Regions from separate parts of the Sus scrofa genome. Here region 2 is linked to region 1. The links are chromatin contacts, called in public Hi-C maps. All regions are on one chromosome and are shown on one strand. The core of a region is the stretch at or near the end of the contact, and the rest is flanking DNA. Distances in the headings are between cores, read along the strand shown.

Region 1 (4,586 bases), core at 1,309-3,808:
TAAACTCAAAAATGGCTGAAAGACTTAAATATACGACAGGACACCATCAAACTCCTAGAAGAAAACATGCGCAAAACACTCTCTGACATCAACATCATGAATATTTTCTCAGGTCAGTCTCCCAAAGCAACAGAAATTAGAGCAAAAATAAACCCATGGGACCTCATCAAACTGAAAAGCTTTTGCACAGCAAAGGAAACCAAAAAGAAAACAAAAAGACAACTTACAGAATGGGAGAAAATAGTTTCAAATGATGCAACCGACAAGGGCTTAATCTCTAGAATATATAAACAACTCATACAACCCAACAGTAAAAAAGCCAATCAATCAATGGAAAAATGGGCAAAAGACTTGAATAGACATTTCTCCAAAGAAGATATACAGATGGCCAGCAAACACATGAAAAAATGCTCAACATCACTGGTTATAAGAGAAATGCAAATCAAAACTACCATGAGATACCACCTCACACCAATCAGAATGGCCATCATTAATAAATCCACAAATAACAAGTGCTGGAGGGGCTGTGGAGAAAAGGGAACCCTCCTGCACTGTTGGTGGGAATGTAAACTGGTACAGCCACTATGGAGAACAGTTTGGAGATACCTTAGAAATCTATACATAGAACTTCCATATGACTCCGCAATCCCACTCTTGGGCATCTATCCGGACAAAACTCTTCTTAAAAGAGACACATGCACCAGCATGTTCACTGCAGCACTATTCACAATAGCCAGGACATGGAAACAACCCAAATGTCCATCGACAGATGACTGGATTCGGAAGATGTGGTATATATACACAATAGAATACTACTCAGCCATAAAAAAGAATGACATAATGCTATTTGCAGCAACATGGATGGAACTAGAGAATCTCATCCTGAGTGAAATGAGCCAGAAAGACAAAGACAAATACCATATGATATCACTTATAACTGGAATCTAATATCCAGCACAAATGAATATCTCCTCAGAAAAGAAAATCATGGACTTGGAGAAAAGACTTGTGGCTGCCTGATGGGAGGGGGAGAGAGTGGGAGGGATCGGGAGCTTGGGCTTATCAGACACAACTTAGAATAGATTTACAAGGAGATCCTGCTGAATAGCATTGAGAACTTTGTCTAGATACTCATGTTGCAACAGAACTAAGGGTGGGGAAAAAAAATGTAATTGTAATGTATACAGGTAAGGATAACCTGACCCCCTTGCTGTACAGTGGGAAAATAAAAAAATTTTTTAAAAATAAAAAATAAAATAAAATAGGAAGAGTTAAATACAAAAAAAAAAAAAAAAAAAAGTTTATCACAACCGAAAAGGCTCTTATAGAAATACCCAGAATAGGAGTTCCCTTCATGGCTCAGTGGTCGACCAACCCCCCTAGGATTCATGAGGATATGGCTTCGATCCCTGGCCTTGCTCAGTGGGTTAAGAATCTGGCGTTGCCATGAGCTGTGGTGTAGGTCGAAGATGAGACCCAGATCTGGTGTTGCTGTGGCTGTGGTGTAGGCCAGCAGCTGTAGCTGGGATTGGAACCCTAGCCTGGGAACTTCCATATGCCGGGGGGTAGAGCCCTAAAAAAAGCAGAAAAAAAAAAAAGAAAAACAACAAAAAAAATCTCAGAAAAACCAAAACACAGCAGCAATGAATAAAAAACAATTCAAAGGAAGGTGCGGAGACATGACGAGGGGTTAACAGTTTGCCAGGCGTTGGGCTGCAGATGAGCAAGAGGACGGAAAAGCGCTCACACAAGGTTGCCCACTTGATACTTTTGATCCAAAAGCTTCTAGGTACATTCAATTGAGATCAGAAGGATGGTTTGTCATCAATTATAAATTACTTTTGTTCCATTCTCCGAGTCCACATGATTTTTTAGCGTAGTTTATCAAACACTGGCCTTGGGCCTGCTAAACCAGGCGTGGGGAAAGCTTGACTTTGAGCAGCTTGCGCCAGGCTGGAGATGGTAGGAAGCAGATAAGGATAGCCTCCAATGCCAATGCAAGAAGCTGAGGCCTGGGGGTTGGGAGAGGCGGCGGGGGCGGGAAGGGTGGGGTAGGGGGTCGACTTCGCCTAAGAGATGGCAGTTTGGAAGGGCAGACAGCCTTCATCAGGCAAAGCGCTGAGCACGTGGACTGGAGGAAGGCACGTGTCCAGGGGGCAGCACGAACCAAGGAATGAACCTTCTCGTGGGGCCCCTGGGACGTTGCATGACGCTTGAAGCCGGTTTCATCGTGTGATCCCAACAGACGGAGACGAATCGACCCCCACTGTTTTCCTCTCTCCCTTTCCTGAAGAAGAAATTGCGTCCTTCCCGATAAGTACTCTCAAGTCAGGGAGCCAGCGCGGACTGGAGCAGCTCGGTGAGCCCGCCGCAACTCGCAGTGTGTGAACCTGACATTCCACTCCGGTCCGACGGCGGGACCGCGGAGATCAGGAGGCCGGGTTACCACCACAATGACCTGGCCTTGACCGCCAGGCGTGTCCCGCTGACGTCCTGCAGTGACGGGCGGGGCGGGCGGCTGGCCGCGGACTCGGAAGGCCGGGGCGAGGGTGCCCTCTGGTGGCCGCGGGGAAGCCTGCGCCCTTCCCCGCCCTTGGCGCGCTCAGCCACAGATCTTCTACATGATCCTGATCAAAGGCCCGGTGGGGTTCAGTCACAGCCCTGCAGGGCTGCCATTTCGGGAGCAGGAGTGGGAGGAGACATGTCCCCAAAGGCAAGAGGAGCCTTTTTAACCTTTGATAACATATTCAGTAGAAAAGTGCTTGGTGCTCCTGCAGAGGCAAAGAACGATTTTGAGGAAAGGGATCTTTTGTTCCTGGCAGCTGGGAAAGGTCAGGCTTTCTTCTCAGAGCAGCGGGATCAAAAGGCCTTAAGGAAGCCCAAGGTTTTTATCATATAGGTTTTTATCATATTGTCAGAGAAGTTCGGGATCTGCAGACAGGTGGGTTAAGGACCCCAAGGGGTCCCGCCTCTGAAATTCCTTAGAGACTGTCTTCAGGGGTGGTCTCTAAAGCATCAAAGGTCCCCAGATTCTGTGTTAATAACCCAAATGCCCACTGATGAAGGACAAGAAGATCTAAGAGGCTGTGCTGCCAAATGGTCAAGTTCAAGCCTCTCCAGGACTTAGTGTTTCCTCCACTGCGAAGCCCACACAAGGACCGCAGCGCCTGAGGGAGTGGTCGGAACCCAGTGCCAGCAGCTGTAAGGACAGTGCTCGGGGTGGTGGTGGAGCAGGGCTGCGCGGTCCTGGTGGCCCGGCTGTGAAAGAGCAGCCAGCCGGAGAGATGAGGTGGAGCTACAGGTACTGACTTGGAAAGATGGCCAATATCAGTCACAAAGTGAAAAATGTACGTTTCAGATCAAGAGGCACAAGATAGGAGTTCCCTGGTGGCTCAGCGGGTTAAGGATCCAGCCTTGTCACTGCAGTGGCTCAGGTCACATCAACCCCAAACCCAGCAGCTGAAAACAACCAATGTTTATCATCTAACATAGTTACAGAGAGTCAGGAAACCAGGTGTGACTCCACGGGGCACTTCTGGCTCTGGGTCTCTCAGGAGGTTGCAGTGAGGATGTTGGCTGCAGGCATGTCATCTGAAGGCTTGATGGGGGCTGAAGTAGTCACTTGCAAGACGTCACACACCATGACTGTTGTCAGGAGGCCTCAGTGCTTGGCCATGTGACCCTCTCCACAAAAGTTCACTGAGTGTGGGGTGTCTTCACCACATGGCAGCTGGTTTCCCCAGAGTGAGTGATTCTAGGAAGGAGGAGCTTACAAGGTCTTTATGACTTAGCAGCCTTGGGAGATGCACCCCATCATTTTCTGCCACATCGTTTATTACAAACAAGTCACTAAGGCCAGCCCACCCTCAAGGCAAGGAGAATTAAGCTCCACCAAACAGAGGAGTATCAAGGAATCTGGACATACTTTAAAACCATCATATCCTGGAGTTCTCGTCATGGCTCAGTGATAACAAACCCAACTAGTATCCATGAGGATGAAGGTTCGATCCCTGGCCTCGCTCAGTGGGTTAAGGATCTGGCATTGCTGTGGCTGTGGCTGGCAGCTCCAGCTCCAGTTTGACTCCTAGTCTGGGACTTCTATATGCTGTGGGTGCAGCCCTAAAAAAACAAAAACCCATCACATCTTGTTAAAATGATGATTCTGATTCAGTAGGTCTGGGGAAGAGACCCAAATTCTACACTTCTAACATGCTTTTGAATGATAACGCTGCTGTTGTTGTGAGTAGAAAGGGAATCAAAAGCATGCAAAGAATGATGGCTCAGATCACACCTCTAGAATTATACTGCTTGTAAGAATAACACCCTTTGTCATGCTGGCATCATCTTTGGACAGTGTCCAATTTTAAAATCACATTTCCCCTGAAAGTTCAGAGCAGTAAAGTAAGAGAAAGACAAGATTACCTTGTTAATACACGAGAACAAGCTGTAATGGAATTAAAAGCAATCAAAGGGGGATTCAGAAAATCTCTCTGGCCTTCTTCTAGAAGCTCTCAGAAGCATAAAACATCAGCTATCAATTCGGAAGGGGATGCTAAGCAAACAGCAGCAAATCTGGTCTTTTAATA
Region 2 (4,586 bases), core at 1,001-3,500, 230 kb before region 1:
AGGATCCGGCATTGCTGTGAGCTGTGGGGTAGGTCGAAGCCAAGGCTCGGATCCCTCGTTGCAGTGGCTCTGGTGTAGGCCAGCAGCAATAGCTCCGATTAGACCCCTAGCCTGGGAACCTCCACATGCTGTGGATGTGGCCTTAAAAAGACAACAAACAAACAAACAAAAACTCAACACCAACAAAACAACCCAATTCAAAAAGGGACAGAGAACTTGACAGAGTTCCCGTTATGACTTAGCGATAATGAACCTCACTACTATCCATGAGGATGTGGATTTGTTCTCTGGCCTGTCTCAGTGGGTTAAGGATCCAGCGTTGCCGTGAGCTTCAGTGTAGGTTGCTGACGCAGCTTGGATCTGTGGCTGTGGTGTAGGCTAGGAGCTACAGCTCTGAATTGACTCCTGGCCTGGGAACTTCCATCTACCACAGATGTGGCCCTAAGAAGAAAAAAAGAATGGACAAAGGACTTGAATAGACATTTCTCTAAAGAAGATATACACATGGCCAATAAGCACATGAAAAGATGCTCAACATCACTAATCATTAAGGCAACCCAAATCAAACCTTGAGATACCACCTCATTACAATATCAGTATCAGAAAACAAACAAACAAACAAAAACAGAAAACAGCAGGTGTTGGCGGGCATGTAGAGAAATTGTTAGACCTGTGCATTGAGAGCAGGAATGTGAAATGGTGCAGCCACTATGGAAAACAGTGTATTGGTTCCTCAAAAAAAAAAGAAAAAATTTAAAGAAAAATAAACCATATGAGCCAGAAATTTTACTTCTGAAATTCTGAAGTAAAATTTCAGAATTCTGAAGTTCTGAATTTCAATTCTTCCAAAGAATTGAAAGCAAGTTTATAAAAGATATTTGTAGATCCATGTTTAGCTATTTACAAATGTGGGAATGGGAGTTCCCATCGTGGCGCAGTGGTTAACGAATCCGACTAGGAACCATAAGGTTGTGGCCTTGCTCAGTGGGTCGAGGATCCGGCATTGCCGAGAGCTGTGATGTAGGTTGCAGATGCGGCTCGGATCCCAAGTTGCTGTGGCTGTTGCGTAGGCTGGTGGCTACGGTTCCGATTCGACTCCTAGCCTGGGAATCTCCATATGCCGCAAAAGCGACCCTGGAAAAGGCAAAAAGATAAAAAAAAAAAAAAAAGAATGTGGGAATGATGTTTGGGGACAGGAAAATATTCTGGAATTAGTGGTAATGAATGTGCATCTTTGCAAATATACAAGAATTGTACATTTTTAAACAGTGAACTTAGCTCCCGTGGCCGTGCAAGGGGTTAGGGATCTGGGGATCTGGTGTTGTCTTTGTGGCAGCTCAGGTTCAATCCCCAGCCTAGCTCAGTCCGTTAAGGATCCGATGTTGCTGCAGCTGTGGCATAGGTTGCAGCTTTGCCTCGAATTTGATCCCTGGCCTGGGAACCTCTATATGTTGTGGGTGATGCCAAAATAATAATAATAATAATAAATAAGGAACTTAGGTGAATTACATCTCAATTTTTAAAACAAACAAACAAAAAAACCCTCACTTGGAAGTTCTTGTTAAAATGCAGATTCTGAATCAGTAGGTCTGGGGCTGTCCTTGTGATTCTGCATTTCTTTTTTTCGTTTTCTTTTTTTCTTTTTGTCTTTTTAGGGCCTCACCTGCAGCATATGGAGGTTCCCAGGCTAGGGGTCGAATCAGGGCTGTAGCCACTGACCTAGGCTACAGCCACAGCAACGCCGGATCCGAGCCTTGTCTTCGACCTACACCATAGCTCGTGGCAATGTCGAATCCTTAACCCACTGAGCGAGGCCAGGGATCGAACCCCCAACCTCGTGGTTTCTGGTTGGATTTGTTTCCGCTGCACCATGACAGGAACTCGGACAAAGACATTTTAATAAAACTTATAGAGAATCATGATGGTCCCTGATTTAGGGGATTCCTAGAGGGGGTCTCAGTCAGCAAAGTATTCACAAAGCTTTCATAGTCCTTATGACCTAGCACCATATCAACCCAGTACAAGAACCCAGGTGGCTGAAGGAGAATTGAGTTTGAATTTCCTAGGCCTCCTTGAGCCGGGTTTCTACCTTGTAATGATTAATTTCGTGTATCAACTCGACTGGGCCACTGGGGTGCTCAGATAATTGGTCAAACATGCTTCTGGGTGTGTCTGTGCTGGTGTCTCTGGATGAGACCACCTGACTGCCTTCCAGCTGGGACATCAGTCTTCTGTCTTTGGATTGGGACTTGGCCTGGAACCCACGGCATTGGTCCTCCTGGTGCCCAGGGCTCTGGACTCAGACTAAAACGACATCACCCCTCGGGGGCTCTCCTGGGTCTCCATCCTCGTGACTACGGATCTGGCCTTCTTCAGCCTCTATCTCTATATGTGAGCCAATTCCTTATCGTGTTCACTCTTACGTATGTATCAGATATATCTTGCTGTTTCTGTTGCTGTGGAGAAGCTTCACTAATGCATTCCAGGAGGAGATAATCCAGCTTGCTATTAGTTCATCCTGGTTATGATAAAATTCTGAAATGTTTTTCTTTTGCTTTTTAGGGCCACACCCGCGGCATCTGGAAGTTCCCAGGCTAGGGGTCAGGTTGGAGCTACAGCTGCCGGCTTACACCACAGCCACAGCAATGCCAGATCTGAGCCGCATCTGCGACTTACCACCACAGCTCATGGCAACTCCAGATCCTGAACTGACTGAGTGAGGCCAGGAATCGAACCCATAACCTCATGGTTCCCAGTTGGATTTGTTTCCACTGCACCATGGTGGGAACTCCCTGGACATTTTGTATAAATGAAGTCATACAATATGTGTCTGGCCTCTTTCACTTAGCCTGATGTTTTTGAGATTTATCTATGATGTAGCAGATATTGGGACTTCATTTCTTTTTTAAAAAAATAATCAGCGCTTTGTTTTATTTTATTCATATTTTTAAAAATTCAATAAATAAATGAATGAATCCTTTTTTGGCCATGCCCATGGTATGCAGAAGTTTCTGGGCCAGGGATCGAACTTGAGCCACCAGCCATAATAATGATGAATCCTTAACCACTAGGCCACCAGGGAACTCCTTTTTATGGAGTTCATTCCTTTTTATGGCTGAATAATATTCCACTGTAAGGACAGACCACATTTCGTTTATCCCTTCATTCATTAACGGTCTTTTGGTGATTGTGAACCAGTAGAATATTTTTTGGTCCACTCCTTTCCCAGAGGCCTAGAAGGGAGGAATAAAGGGTGGACCAGATGGTACTCATTTTCATCCCTTGGGGTAGATAACGGGTATCACTAAAAGGCTTGCAGATCTGAAATCAAAAGAATAAATGACTTAGAGAGGCAATAACCAGTGGAAGCCATTGTTAGGGAGAAAGGGAGGGGCCTGCCAGGGGAAAATCTTTCTATTTTCTACCTTTTGAACTTGAAAAAGTGAATCTTGCCGGCCAGAGAGACATCTTTATACGTTCGGAGGAAAGAGGCTATTTATCTTCAGATAGCCCAGGCAAGGTGATGCATTAAGATGTTGGCAGATTCCCAGTAAATCACAAGTAGGCGGAGAAGGCAGATTCTACCTACCAGGCGAGCTCCAGGGAGAAAGTCATTGAAATTCAATTGCTTCCGCACAAAGGACTTCATTAAATTGTTGAAATTACCAGGAGCCTATTGCAAAAGAAAAAAGAAAAGAAAAGGCAAGGGGAGTAATTTCTCTTTAATTGTCGATGCAATTGGAAGAAATTAAATTGCAATTATGTTCATTTACTTACGAGGGGACCGACTGTGAAGCCCCGGTGGGGACCTCTATCAGCCTTTTGAAAATAAGGTGGCTTTGGGTTCGTGATGGTTCCCATGGGCTCGCCTGGTTCCTTAGCGAATTTGGCTACTTCAGTGCGCCCTCTTGTGGCCATGTCCAGAAGGTTCGGCAATTGCCCTAGGTTCTCCAGCACAGGCAAGAGCCCAATTTCAGCCACACTTCAACTGGAAAGTCCATCTCAGCACATGCCCCTTGGTGGGGCAAGGAAGAGCTGTAGGAAGGGCTCTCTAAGTCAGCTGATTTTAAAAATGTAATTATAAATCTTATGAATTTATGGTTATAATTTCAAATAGTTTTGAAGCTCATCATGTAAAAAAAGTCAGCTTCCTTGATCAGCTCTCTTGCATCCCAGATGGAATCACTTATGTATTACAGAAAATTTCAGAATTTGCCTCTGCACATACCCACGCATGTCAAGCACGTCTCCGTGGGAAGAGGATGTCTTTATTTAAAACGGAGTGGCAGGAGTTCCCGTCGTGGCTCAGCAGAAACGAAGGCGACTAGCATCCTAGAAGATGCGGGTTCGATTCCTGGCCTTATTCAGTGGGTTAAGGATGTGGCGTTGCCGTGAGCTGTGGTGTAGGTTGCAGACGTGGCTCCCATTCCATGTTGCTGCAGCAGCTGCAGCTTGGATTTGACCCCTAGTCTGGGAACTTCCATATGCCGCAGGTATGGCGATAAAAAGAAAAAAGAAAAAAAAAAGATTCCCAAGACTCGCCTAGGTCTGCTGACCCATGCTCTCTGGAGACACCTTTGGCATCA

The links. A called contact is a pair of places that touch in the nucleus more often than the background predicts.
Region 2: a Hi-C map of omental adipose tissue shows a contact between it and region 1, with 1.9 times the contacts expected there. A contact is called at or near these places in 1 of 5 promoter capture datasets (liver), 28 of 47 Hi-C or Micro-C datasets (adipose tissue, alveolar macrophages, blood and 16 more) and 2 of 2 datasets of targeted methods (alveolar macrophages and skeletal muscle).

What each region holds. Positions count from the first base shown.
Region 1 is chr3:26,380,758-26,385,343 of Sscrofa11.1, reverse strand. No RefSeq gene overlaps it. Among named protein-coding and RNA genes, the nearest start is that of COQ7, 17 kb to the right of the region's middle.
Region 2 is chr3:26,610,250-26,614,835 of Sscrofa11.1, reverse strand. No RefSeq gene overlaps it. Among named protein-coding and RNA genes, the nearest start is that of SMG1, 41 kb to the left of the region's middle.